Linked DNA regions of Rattus norvegicus: regions 2 and 3 are each linked to region 1. The links are chromatin contacts, called in public Hi-C maps. All regions are on one chromosome and are shown on one strand. Each heading gives the region's core, a stretch centred on a gene start, on an enhancer-like site or on the middle of the called end of the contact. The rest is flanking DNA. Distances are from core to core; before and after follow the strand shown. Region 1 holds the start of Tbc1d4 (TBC1 domain family, member 4). Region 2 overlaps Tbc1d4 (TBC1 domain family, member 4). Region 3 overlaps Tbc1d4 (TBC1 domain family, member 4).

The links. Hi-C and Micro-C count contacts between places; a contact is called where the count stands out from the background.
Region 2: a contact with region 1 is called in a Hi-C map of psoas muscle, with 3 times the contacts expected there. The contact joins the enhancer-like site here to the promoter of Tbc1d4 in region 1. A contact is called at or near these places in 3 of 12 Hi-C or Micro-C datasets (hepatocytes, kidney and psoas muscle).
Region 3: a contact with region 1 is called in a Hi-C map of frontal cortex, with 2.8 times the contacts expected there. The contact joins the enhancer-like site here to the promoter of Tbc1d4 in region 1. A contact is called at or near these places in 10 of 12 Hi-C or Micro-C datasets (the A7r5 cell line, Schwann cells, frontal cortex and 6 more).

The regions. Positions count from the first base shown.
Region 1 is chr15:84,846,405-84,851,093 of GRCr8, forward strand. Tbc1d4 (TBC1 domain family, member 4) reads right to left here and starts at 2,289. Exons shown (of 20, transcript NM_001427219.1): 1 at 1,394-2,289. The coding sequence starts at 1,891.
Region 2 is chr15:84,763,638-84,768,473 of GRCr8, forward strand. The region is part of intron 1 of Tbc1d4 (TBC1 domain family, member 4); the gene reads right to left. Among named protein-coding and RNA genes, the nearest start is that of Tbc1d4, 83 kb to the right of the region's middle. Within about 2 kb of position 3,259, at least 10 of the 93 cell types and tissues checked have an H3K27ac peak or open chromatin away from gene starts, as enhancers often do.
Region 3 is chr15:84,746,485-84,750,926 of GRCr8, forward strand. The region is part of intron 1 of Tbc1d4 (TBC1 domain family, member 4); the gene reads right to left. Among named protein-coding and RNA genes, the nearest start is that of Tbc1d4, 100 kb to the right of the region's middle. Within about 2 kb of position 2,852, at least 8 of the 93 cell types and tissues checked have an H3K27ac peak or open chromatin away from gene starts, as enhancers often do.

The DNA of each region.
Region 1 (4,689 bases), core at 1,039-3,538:
AATCCAATTATGGAGTGATAATAAAATGAGGACTTATTATAAGCTGTTCTTCTAGTCTTAATTTCCCAGCTACCATAAGAATACCATGTAATAGAACCTGTATTCATTTATGTTTAGTCAACGAATTATATTTTTAGAAAACAGGACAGGGTGGGGCTTTAACATTGGAAAGCAAACAAACACAGAAAACACACACACACACACACACACACACACACAAACATTCTTTCCACACTTCTAAGCCTGTTTCCCAAGGCACAGTTACTAGAAGATTCCCTCTTTCTACTAGAGCAGTGGTTCTCAACCTTCCTGAGGCTGTGACCCTTTAATACATTTCCTTACGTTGTGGTGACCCCTAACCATAATATTTCGTTACTACTTCATAATAATGACTTTGTTACTGTTATGAATTATAATGTAAATATCTGATATGCAGGATCTCTGATATGCAACCCCCAGGTTGAGAACTGCTGTGCTAGATAGACCTGCCCCTGCTTATTAAGGAACTCAAGGTTCTATTTAGTACCAGAACACTTCTAGTTAGAAAACTCCGGAGAGGGTTGGGGATTTAGCTCAGTGGTAGAGCGCTTGCCTAGGAAGCGCAAGGCCCTGGGTTCCGTCCCCAGCTCCGGGGGGGGGGGGGGGGGGGACAAGAAAACTCCGGAGAAGAAATACTGAACATGAAGCTAGAAGAGTATAACACTTTTAAAATGACATTGAAACCTCTATCACACTGATTTTTAAGTTACTCAAGTATGCATTTATTGTCTCTGTGGGTGCGGAAAACCAGCAGAAAGGTCTTCCAATTCCAAATTCGCAGAATCATACTTAGCTAACATTCTGGCACGTCTAACTCTTCCCTAGCCTAGCCTCGGAAATCACACATCCCCAGGCCCAGATACTTAGAGATACTTTGGTGACAGTGACGCGCTAGCCAAACTAGTATAAATGCAGGACTACCGAGACTGAGAGCCGGTGCCCCGTGGTCTCCGGCGCTTCCAAGAAACACATTTGCGCGCACACACACACACACACACACACACACACACACACACACACACACATTGATGAAAGCCACGCAAGTCATCCATCACCAGTCACCAGGATCCTCCTGGGATCCGCGCTTTTCCTTGAGTCTTGCCAACTCCTACCGGGTCCCAAGACCACTGAGTCTACTTTCCCCTCTCCTGCTCAGGGCAGCCAGCTGGTCCCTAGAACCAATCCAGCCGCTTTCCCCCCACTCCCATATCCCAAAACGGAACCAGGAGAGCACTCGAGCGCGCCACGTGGAGCGCAAGCCAGCAGCCAAGATCCAAGACAGTTCTTAAAAGAGAGGTCACTGCCTCGCCAGTCCTCGCGGCTCTTAGCCCCGCCCCTGGCACCTAAAACTTACCTGGTTAGGGTCCGTGGCACGGAAAACGTGGCAGGCCATCTGTGACTCGGGGTCGTCGGGCTGCGCCTTGATCAAATAGGCAAAGTAGGTGAGGTCGTGGCTGTTGTGGATGAAGCGCGAGATGTGCTGAGCCTTGTGCTCGAAGATGAACACCCCGGTGTTGGGCTGTACGGCTCCGGAGCCTGCGCCCCCGCCGACCCCGACACCTGGCGCGGGGACGCAACGCAGGAAGGGGGCGCTGAGCACCAGGAGCACCTCCCGGGCCGCGGGCGCCCCGCAGCCGCCCGCCTCGGGCTTCAGGCTGCGCCGACGGATCTCGGCCATGAGCCACGGGAGCATAGGCAGCGTGGTCCTGCGATCCAAGCAAGACCCTCCCACGTACCATAGCCGGAAGCGCTTGTCGCCAGGCTTGGTGGCACCTGGCTGCGCTAGGGCAATCGGCTCCGGCTCTAGGGGGTGCGGGAAAGGCTCATCCTGAATGCAGCTAGGCGACTCCATAACTCGCGCCTAGCGAGGGCACCGCGCCCCCAACTCTCACTGTGCAGGAGCGGAGGAAACTGCTAACTGTCGTCCCAGGCCCCCGCGCCTGACTCGGTGCCACCAGCCTTTAAAGTCCGTGCTTCAGCGGCCCTGCCCCATGCGACACTTCCCCGGGCACGGCTCAGAGCCTCTGGCTGCAGCTCAGTAGACTAGCGGGAGACACAGGCTCACGCGCGCATCCTCCTTCCTGGAAATCGCGTCCCGGGGCCGGTCTGTCCTCCCGCCGCCCGTCCGTCCTCGGGGTCAGGGACCAGGGCAGCCGCGGTCTCCTGCTCCAGCTCCTGCTCCTGCTCCTGCTCCTACTCCTGCAGCCCGCTGCGGCCGGCGCGCTCGCCCTGGGCTGGCACTGGAAGGCTGGGCGGAGAGTGAAGCTGTGGGCGGGAAGGGGCGACTCGGGGCGGAGCTGACTCCTAGCAGGGTGACCGGCTGTCACCTGGAAGGTCGGGGGTGCCCGCACGGCCCGCTCAGTCTCGGAGAACTACTCCAATGGAAAATAACAAAAACAAACGTGGCCTCGCGCGGGCGGCTCCTGCACCCGCCGACTCTGCAGCCCGGCTCGCTGCTCCTCCTCCAGGGTTCCCGTCCCTCCCTCGTTCCTTCCTTCCTTCCTCCCAGGCTGCTACTTTAAAACCGGCTGCTACTCCGCCCCTAGTCCGCGGGAGCAGAGCTTTCCTAAGAAGCTGAGGTCGCCTCCCTGCTCCTTCCTCCAGCCTCCGCCCCTCACCTCGCCTCGGGGGGCAGCCGTACCCAGCCGAGGTAGGGCACTTCCCGGAGCAGCCTGGCCTCTCCCCTCCTGGAGACTCTACTGCCCCCTGGAGAGGGGCTGCTCGCAGTGGGTTGCTGGGATTTTGTTTTTGAGCAATATTTGCTTGGTTTTATTCTGTCTAAAGCCTAAATATTACTATGTTCTGCATCCTTTTTCCTAATCTCAAGGACTGCTCAGGTTTTCTCTCAGTTCTATGGCAAAATAAATTCCAATATTCCCTTTAAATTTTAACATTGCTTGATATGAATCTTAAAATACAAAGAAGCTAAACTTCTTTACCAATGCCCACTTCAGAGCTAATGCAAATTCATGAGGATGCATATTTCAAAAGAAAACATTTTAGGGGTAATTTGATTATCGTAATATTAAAACAAAACAGAAGAATATAATTCCTTTTCCGTTCTAGCAGATTAAACCGGCTTTATTATTGCTGCTGCCGCGAGTTTATTGTTAATATTTTTAAGTCGAAGTCTCCTTCCTGAATAATACAGGTTGACTGGAACACTCCATCCTCCTGCCTCAGTTTTCCAAGACCCGGGGTTATAGGAATGTACCATCATCCTGGGTGAACTCTCATACTTTCTTTATTCCTTTGCTGGACAATACGAGATGAGCCCAAGAAAAACAAAACGAAGGAGGAAACTTTAAACTTAACTTTTTTTTTCCAGGTGCTTAAACTCTGTTTTGTTTTGTTTTTTGTTTTGTTTTTTTGTCTTGTTGTTTTGTTTTGTATTTAGTGATCTTGCTTGTTATTTTCTCTATGGTCATTTTGCTTCCTGTTCAGACAAGTCAATGTGCTCAAATATGCTACACTTCTGGGGCCACCACGTAGCTAGCCTCTTCTTAATGACCATCGGAGCTCCAGGATAAGATGTTATGGATTGGTTGAAGTCATTCATTTTAAAAATTAAAAAAAACCTCTTTGCAGAATACGACCCAAGTCTTCAAGGAGCAATTAAACACTCTGAGAACACACACAGAGTTAGTCTAAGACCACAGCACACACAGAACACACACAGAGTTAGTCTAAGACCACAGCAGAAGATTGCGGACACAAATCTCATCTCCCAAAGCTGAACATCTGACACTTGTGAAAGCAGTGACTCAATTACAGAAGCCATAGAGATCCCTCCCAGTCAACCAGTGGGCAGACTAGGACTGCATTTGGAGCCCCACTGGGCCAGTTCCTTCTGGCATAATAAATTCAAGCAAGAGAGAATAAACTTTGGCGATTGATAGGAAACCAGAGATAGTGTCGTCTATCACACAAGCTAATGTGGTTGTACCGGTCAGCCCACTCTTTATTTCAATGATGCTTATCTTTCGTTTATAAATAGTATGATTGCACGGTAAGATGGCTGTCTCTGCCCTCTTAAAGTCAAACATGGTCGTGTGACGTGACAGTGATGTGTGAACTGAAGTTACTTGGGTCACGTCTGAAGTACAATCATTTCATTGGAAGTGGAATGGTGGACACTCGACCCACTCTTGCTCTCCAGTGGCTATGGTGAAAATAGCACATCCAGATGGTGGTGCCTCGTGATCCGAGAGGATCTTAATGCTGAGCCATCACTCTGTGGACAGCTGTCCTGGAAAATGACAGGAGCAAGAGAGACTCCTCACTCAAAAATAGTAAACTCTTGTCCCATTAAGCCACTGAGATTGTGAGTGTATTTATTTCCTTATAAACCTATGCTAGCCTGTCAAATAAAATGTGCATTCACTAGTGTATACTTGCCATAACCTATCTTATAAATACTGATGGAGTTGACTCAGTAGTTACAGGAACTATGTGGTAAACTATTAGATTCTTACAACTACTGTCTCGCACCCCCCAGAACCTACAGAATCATTCACATATAAAAAGCACACAATCTTGTAATCATCCTTCGAATTGTGAAGACAATATGTGTCTTGGTTAGGGTTTTACTGCTGTGAACAGAAGCCGTGACCAAGGCAACTCTTATAAAGGACAATATTTAATTGGGGC
Region 2 (4,836 bases), core at 2,009-4,508, 82 kb before region 1:
TCTCATTTCTTTACTACACTCACAGCTGCTGCAGTCACCCAGCAAAGCATCTGTGACGGAGGCTTCCATAGGTCCACTGCATGGTTCCCAAACACGGTCTCTGTAGCCCCACAGGAAGCTCGGAAGGACGGAAGCACTTCCTGCCTTTGAAATACGTTCTTCATTGGCCGCCACACTCTCCCAGGTTTCAGTCATGTTCCTGGCTCTCCTTTTTCAGTGTCCTCAACGTATTCCTCCTCCTTCTTTCCTGTTTACATGTCTACTTTATTCTTCCTATCTAGTCTTAGGGCTGAACAAGAACTTACACTGTGTGCTTCTACACTGTGGTCTCTGAGCTCGGTTCCTAGCACTACGGCCTCACGAAGTCAGCCTATCCAACAAGCCTCTTTATGGTTCCTCCCACACAGACTTTCTCCTCAGCTCCAAGAACACCCACTCCCTCTCTTTCACCTCCTGTAGATCCTCTCTCAACCTTGGTCTTTCTCATTGAAAACATCACTCCCCACATTCCCTAAAATAACCCTCTGGTCTTCATTCTTCCTCTCTTTCCTCCCCTTCTCCTCCTCCCACTTTCCCTGCGAACTTTCTCTTCAAGCGTGAGTGCCCCAGATTTCACGTTCTTCGCTTCTCAACATCTGTCCTCCCCTCATTAAAATATGAGACCTAAGAAAGCATAGACTTCCAACAAATGAGTGTTTCTTAAACAAATGAGCAAAATATTACATTTAGAAGTACATACAAAACGATCTGGTTTAAGGATTATAACACTATTCCAAATATTACCACAGCAATCACCAAGTCCATCCCCCTACCTTATGTCCGAGTTCATTCTCCCTCTCCTGTCCAGCCTCAGGTGAGTCACCTACATGCATTTTCATTTCTTCTCTAATCACTTTGGTCTACAAATAGCAGAGAAGGTTGGCCCTGGAAGCTAATCATCCACTTGCAGTCTCCGGGCCCTTGTGACACCAACCGTGAATTTTCTGGGTTATCACTCCTCACTTCAGAATCCCCCTCCCTGCCTCCCTGCACCTCTCTTCTCTTCCTCCTCAACTCCTGGGAACAGGTTCCTTCCTCCTCTACAGTGACCACCTTCATCTTTCCCAAGGCCCTTTCTACCTTTCTTTCACAATCGGACTCCAAATCTTAACTTATGCTCTTCATTTGGGTCTCTGGTCTCTTCTTTTCTGTGAGCTTCAACCTTTGGCAATATGAAGTCACTTTAATCTAAATTAAAATACACACATATGCATACAGCCTCTGTTTGATGTCATTACTAAACATGGTTTTGTGTTCCCCTTCCTTTTGCTGCCAGGTTCTCTGGCCGTGAAGGAAAAGGTCATGTCTTCGACACCAGTGAGGCTCTTGCAGTCAGCCTCCCCTTTGACCTCCTTTCTGCAGGGCTGTGGAAAGTTAACATTGAACCAGCATTCTATAAAAACAATTCAGTTTCTTAGTTAATATTTACATAACCCAAACTACCTAGGACATATGATCTGCTGGGGCCACGCTCTAAGCAATGTATTTGTGGTAGGAAATAGCTCTCCTCCACTTCACAAAACCCACTGTATAATACACTACAGACCAACAGCCATGTGGCCTGCTATGCTCAGCTCAGATCTACAGTGAAGAGACTTTCCAGGGTAACAACAAAGCAGAGTGGGGTTACCCACACCTGGGAAACCTGTAGTCTCTACATTCCTGGGCTAAGCTGTTTCTTGATTTGTTTAAAGTGGAATAAATGAAAATCATGAACAACACTGATGTTGTTTTTTCACGAAAGGAACTGTAGATAAAAGTCAGACAAACCCAGTAAGATAATTTCTCAAAATGTCTACGTGTATGACTTTGAAGCAAGGGTTACATAATGCGACCCCATAATTACAAGTTTATATATACAGTTTAATAGCTTAAAAGGTGCCTTTCAACTAATGTTAAGTTAACTGCTACAATTACCTTATGAAGGAGAAGAAGAAGAAATATAATTAACTGGGGAAAGTAAAGGTCAAAAATTTAGCAAACCCAGAATGGATCCCAAACTCTGAAGTTTCAAGTTCAAGTTTATCAGCATTTCAGCCCCTCACTGTTTAAGCTAACTTGATGTCATCCATTCTCTTCCTTACTTATTTACATAAGTCTTGCAGGACCAAAGTTTAGATTCTACCAATTTTCTAGCTCACCATAACTCTTATGAATTCTAAAACATTATGAAGAATGAGAAGCTGTAACAGCACTGACATTCGGGGGGGAAATGGTAATTTGAACTGTGTGTTGAATCAGATGTTCCTGATAAGTTTTTAAAATGTATTCTTTGAAATTTTCATATATCTAGACAATCTGTCTTAATCAAATCTACTACCTCCCTCCAACTTGCCCTAGTCACACCCCATTCATCTCTCTCTCTCTTTCTCTCTCCCCCCACACTCTCTCTTTCTCTCTCTCTCTTTCTCTCTTTATCTCTCTTTCTCTTTCTCTCTCTCTCTCTCTCTCTCTCTCTCTCTCTCTCTCTCTCCCACACACACACACTCTCTCTCTCCCTCTCCGTCTCTCTCTCTCTCTCTCTCTCTCTCTCTCTCTCTCTCTCTGTCACAGCCTCTTTTTTGGTATATTGAATTGAAATCTATGAAAATTATGTTGGATTTAGTGTTGACTTACATTGCTTCTTCTATCAGATTTACCTCATCTTTAGAACAGCACCTAATCAATTTCATTCTACGAACATCTACAGAGTTACCGCAAGCCCTTCGTAATGTCCGGCAGAGAATACACTGGGAATGGGGAATTCGGACACCCTCTGTCCTTTTTCCAAGAGAAAGCATCTAATATGTAAGTTACTAACTGAATCCACTCAGAGCACAGGCACCACATTTAGAAATGTGTTTGCAAGAAGTCTGTGAAGTTTTCACAGTTTATCTTCTAGGCAAAATGTCATTCCTTTAAACATTATACTCATCATGTAGCGAGTCTGACGACAGAAGCAGAACATTCCTGAAGTGTGGTGGTCTCTGCTCAGCACAGGACAAGGAGAGGCATGGAAAGCTCCCATCCAGCACCACTTCCTCCTCACTGCTCATCACAGCCGTCACCCTTCACAGACAGTGTCTAAGCACTGTCCACGTGAGTCAGAGACTGGGTTCAACCTACAAACACCCTCTACAAAGTCTTTTTGAAAGCGAATGGAGACCTGCTGGGGTCATGACATGCAATCCACTCCCCTAACACTATAATAAAGCCTCTGTATATGATCAGGAGCTATTTTTTAATAGCTCCTTGCATTGCTCAATGAGTTACTAGAAATAGCAAACCCATAAACAGTTTGCAAAGCTCATAAGCTGCTAGTGAAAACAAGTGACACCCTGGTATGTCCCCTGGCTCCGTACTAATCAATATGTGTGTACCTTCCATTGTAATTGGTTGTGTTGTTACAGTTTCTTTATTTATATATGGGACCAGGCTGTTTTTGCAACTTGTTGGCCAGAAACGCCCTGCTGGGCCCTTTGTTTGTCTCATGTCCTGCTATTAATACCACAGTGCCTGATTTCAAACGCTATTTCCCACAGATTTCTTCGACCTCTTTATAATTTACAGGAAGGTTTAACTCAGTTTCTCTCATGAAAAACAGCAAGCTATAAACCCCACCCTTCTGCCGGAAGAAGAAAAGACCCATGATTGCCTCCCGACACTCCCATTCATTATGCTAAAAGTAATGTTTTTCTTGCAGCTGTGTGCATTCATAATGGAGTTGATGCCTCAACCTTTACTGGCTTGGTGGCTGTATCAAAGGCTTTCATGAGTTACTAGTAATAGAGAAGAATTTAAAGGTCTGATAAAAGTGTGAAGGCAAGCAAGAATGGGTGAATGTGGACTTCAAGAAAGAAAAAGAATGAAAGAAAGCAAGCCTATACATAAAGAAATCTAATCATGGCTCTCACTCCTCAGTAAATACACACCCTGTCCTAGTTAGGGCTACCACTGCCTCGATGGAACACCATGGCGAAAACCAAGATTGGGAGGAAAGGGTTTATGCAGCTTACATCTCCATGTCACTCTTTATCATAGAAACCATAGGAGCTCACACAGGGTGGGAACCTGAAGGCAGGAGCTCATGCAGAGGCCATTGGAGAGTGCAGCTTAATGGCCTGCTCCCCATGACTTCCTCAGCCTGCTTTCTTATAGAACCCAGGACCGCCAGACCAGTGGTGGCTCCACCCACAATGTGCTGGGCTCTCCCCCCATTAATTAAGATAACGCCGAGAGGTTTGACTGTGTAGCTGCATCCCAGTCTTATGGAGATATCTTGTCAGCTGAGGCTCTGTCCTCTCCATTGACTCTAGATTCTGTTAAGTTCACATAAAACCAGGAAGCACAACCGAGCCCTTGTCAGCCTAACACACAAACACGTCACAACCTTTCCTTTCTTGTTCATCCACAAGATCAAACGTTAATTAAAAAAAAATCACAATAGAAAACATCTTATAAACTTAAAAGATCTCCCAGGCTGGGTGTTGGTGGCACATGCCTTTAATCCCAGCACTCAGGAGGCAGAGAGCAGGTGGATTGGTGATTTCAAAGCCAGCCTGGTCTTCAAAACCAATTCCAAGACAGCCAAGGCTGTACAGAGAAACCATGTCTCAAAAAAGAAAGGAAGGGAGGGAGGGAGGGAGGGAGGGAAGAAGGGAGGAAGGGAAGGAGGGAGGAAAGAAGGAAGGAAGAAAGAAAGGAAGGAAGAAAGATAGATAGTCAAGTCCCACAGTCTTATAAATTAAATACTTTCTGACTTCAAGAGAGAAGGACCAGGGCAGTCACAATCGGAACAAAGCAGAAGCAAGCTCCAAA
Region 3 (4,442 bases), core at 1,602-4,101, 99 kb before region 1:
AACCAAGTAAAGTCAACCAGGGGAGCACGCATACGTAATCCCAATGCGTGGGAGATGGAGAAGCTCCCCTAACACTCCAAGGCCAACTAGCCTGACATACTCAGCAGTGAACAAGAGGACAGAGGCCCACAACTGTCCCCTGACCTCTACTCTGCAACACAGTTTAAAAGGAAAAAGGCTCTGTGTGGGTGTCAGAGGGAAACAGACAGAAATACAGTAAAAGCGATTCACACAGAAAATTCCCCAGCCCCAGCCCCCAGCCCATGTCTCAAAGTGAGGAAGCCTGAAGAGATGTGAGCAAAGGAAACTACACCAAGAACCAGGAATAAAAGCATCAGGGAAGAGGACCCTGAAGCCAGTAAAAGCAGAATAATCAGTGTGGGATCATAGGTAGCTTGGGTGTGCACGCACGCGCAAACACACACACACACACACACACACACACACACACACACACACACACACAAATTGTGTAGGCAGCAGGCAAAACCCATACTAGGGTAGACAATTTCAGGAATAAATCCTCCAGCAACAGGGACAGACTAAGTACGAAGTCAGGAGAGGGAGAACAAACGATGGGGAGTTGAAGGCTTGGTTCAGCCGGTACTTGCTGCTATTTCCGAGGACACAGCTCCCATTCCCAACATTCACAGGGCAGCTCACAAGCGTTTGTAACTCTAGTTCCACGGAATCTGATTCTGTCTTTTGACTTCTTCGTGCACCAGGCACATACTTGGTGCACAGACATACATACTGTCAAACACTAATAACACGAAAAGAAATAATAAAATAAACCTAAAGAAAATGCTATATATAAAGATGTTCAAATGATGGCTTCTGACAATGAATGCCCAATGATGGCGGGCAAACTGGTAAGCTAGAAGAGGATAGAGTTGCAGGAACGTTGTCATTAAGTGGGAAAAAGTGGGAAAGAGACAACACAGCCGAAGTAGGAGCAGTTCAGTGAGTGGGGAAAGGGGCTGCAAGGCACGGCTGTGGGCAGGCATGGCGGAATGGGCAAGCATAGCGGAGTGGGTGGGCATGGCGGAGTGGGCGGGCATGGTGAAGCGGCACTGTGGGTACCAGACTTCCCCCCTTCCACTCTCCCACGCTCCTCTGTAAATCACGAGGCACGCTCATAAGCAGAGCTGAAGGTGGGGAGGGAGATTCAATAGAGTATTGAATTTAATCCAAAGTGATTACGAGCCAACCTGTGAGGCAAACTTGTCTTGGTATCTTGAGGTTACTCTTTCTGAGGTGTCATGGAAACAATTACAAGTTAATTGAAGGTGTTACTAGAGAGCTTAAATGGCTTGGATAAAATCTGGTCATTGGGAAATAGGAGGCAGGAGTCGGCATCTACATGGAGTCGCGTAAATAATAAACTACGCTCCCAGCCTGGGCTGACGCTGGGCGCTGAAGTAGAAGTTTCCAGTTGCGTCATGTGATACAGACTCACATGGTCTTTTGCTGAGGCAGACTTAATGCTGTATTTTGCTGAGGCAGATCCACATGGTGTTTGGGTGGGCGGGATTCGAAGCCTTTTAAAACCCTCATTAACAGTAGGTTTTTAAAAAGGCTAAGCCTACGCGGAGCTACTCTAAGAAGTACTGTATTACTTCCCTTTCGTGTTGCCATGACAAATTATCTACTTATACAACTTAAGAGTTTATTTCAGCCCATAGTTTGAAGGGATACAGTCAATCAGGGAAGGGGAGGAGGCAGATGCATGGGGTAATCAGTCGCATTGTATCTATAAAGTCAGCAAAAAACAGGCGAATTCTCTTTGTTTGCCTTCTCCTTTGTTCTGAAATTGCAGCCCGTGGGTGGGCCTTCCCTCCCAGGTTAAATCTCTTGGAGATACTCTCACAGACTGGCCCGGGGTGTGTTAACAGTGAAGATCAACGTCACAAATACATTTTGGAATAAGTCTGTGTGTGCTTAGGTAAAAGAGAAGAACATTTTGCATCTTACCAAAAATGTCTAGTGATCAAGTACTTGTGTCACTTAGGAAAGATAATTCTTTATTTCTTTTCTTACATAGATAACAATTTTCAAAAGGCCAAATGAAAAACAAAGTCACTGAATCATGAGAGCAAAACTTCTTATGCACTCAAAAAAGTTCATCCCTTTTCTAATTGTAGTAACAGAGTACGGGACTAGGAAACGCTGTGGATTGCTGTCATTTATTACAGCATTGTGAAATCCATGTTTCCAAATGATGCATATCCCTGAAACGAATACAAAACACAGTGAACCAATCCATTAGTTGATTCTATTAGAACAGCAGACTACTTAATGCTGCTTAATGCTGCCTGCATTTATTTCAATGACCACTAGGGGGAGTGTTCTCACACGGACTAGTGTAATACAACTGCAAAAGAATAATCCTGAAAAATGATAGTTTGTAAAAAATATCATTTTTACTTTATTCTAGACTCATAAAGTCAACCACTTAGAATTAAAGTAATTGTGATTTTTGAATAACTAAACAGGTGTGCGAAACCAATTAGCAAGTTAATAAAAAGAATGGTTACTTTGAAAAAAAAAATGTATCCTAAAGTCAGGAGTTAATGGACTTGAACCTGTTAAATATGTTCACAGAGGACATAATGAACATAGTAAGAAAACTATTTCTTGGCATTTTATCAGGGTATATGAAGATATCGAGCCTTCTAAACAAAATGTCAGAGGGGACAGTTAATAAACTTCAACTCCTAAAATGAACTCAAGAGAAGGCTTTGAGCAAAGCATGGTTGTGCAACGGAATGGGGGCAAGGGGGTGAGCACTGAGCCAGAGGATCTGGACACCACAAGTTCGCTGAGATCAGTAGATAGAGCTGTAATGGTATCGGGAAACAAAAACACCACACATTTCTCCGAAACCTATTTCTGTCCTGGCGTGCCACATCGCTTCAGACATTTATAACAGCACAACAGATCTTTCACGTTGTAAATGAAGTAGTCCACAGCATTCCTGACTTCAGTGGCTTTCAAACATTATCTTTAATCAGGAAAGGTGCACAGGCCCCTGCTCTCCCAAGAGGGGAAACAAAGACAGAAACAAAAAACGATCCTAACTGCCTATCACCAAAAGATAACGAGAAAACACACAATTGCCTGACTCTAAAAATAGGCGAGAAGGAAGGACAGCCACAAGCAGCCAGATGCCTCTCTGACCCAGGCAGGCACATTCCGTGGGTCAGAAAATACTGACGGCTGCATTCTTCACGGTCACTATTCATACTGGAGCTCTGTGTGGCCCTGTCCTTGACCCTTACAGTCGATTTTCACCCCCCTGGAAAGAACAGGAGTCGAGATGAAGTGTGTCTGATACGGTTATTGCCAGTAAATGAAAAATGAACAGTACAATGTCTTCCAGCAACGTTGCCTTTCGGGCTGTCAGTACATGTTCAGATCTGGGAGCACAGTTAATCCCTCACCCAGTGAGAGCTCTTCAGAACACACAGGTTCAGCTCTCACAGCAGCAGAGCGGAGGGATTCCTCACTGTTCATTAGAAACTGCTTGAGAGACACCTAAAAGAATGCACCCCCCAGTCACAAAAGGCCCCCACCGAACCTTAGACGTGTGCTCTCGGGCAGGTCACCTCTCCCATTCAACAGAACTCAGTCTTGCGCCTCCTGATGTGTTCCCTAACAGCGTAATCGTAAAAGACATCAAGAAGGTATTTCTACTTATGAAATTGTATAAATACCATGTGTCTGGCTGTGGATTTTTAAGTCCTTCAGTTTCTCCTTGGAACTTTAAACTCATTTGTGACACTATCGTACTTCTAAGAATATAGAAGCCTTGGGCTGGGGAAATGGCACAGAGAGCAGGTGTTTGCAGGAGGGCGGCAGGTCAGGTCTCCAGAACTCGGGAGGCATCTGCCTGAAATCCCTGCAGTAGTGAGACTGTGACAGCTGGATGCTAGGGACTCAAAAGCCAGCTAGGTTACCCTGACATCCTCACCAGGCCCCACACAGGCACAGGCACAGGCACAGGCACACGCACACGCACACGCACACACACACACACACACACACGGGGTGGGGGTGTAAACTTAATATGTGAATATCTTCTTAGTATCTCTGTTACCAGGATTAATGAAGCTAGTGTTTCAGTGTTAGCCTTACAATCAACATGATTTAAGATAAAAGATAAGAGAAACGAGGAAAATCTGTTCAACAGTCACTAATAATTGATGTGTATGGTGTGATCCTATGGGCAGAACTGGATCTCGCCAGCATTCTCAAAGAAGAGATGCTTATCTAAGATGAATATGATCGGAGAGACTTCACACCAGAAACCAAACTCAAAGCAAACTAGGAGTTCTACTGCCCACATGTGAACCACCCCGAAAAATAACTGTGAATGATTCAGCTGTGCTAGACGTGACGGTAAAGTCTAAACGGCATCCACTATAATTTAGAAACAAGCT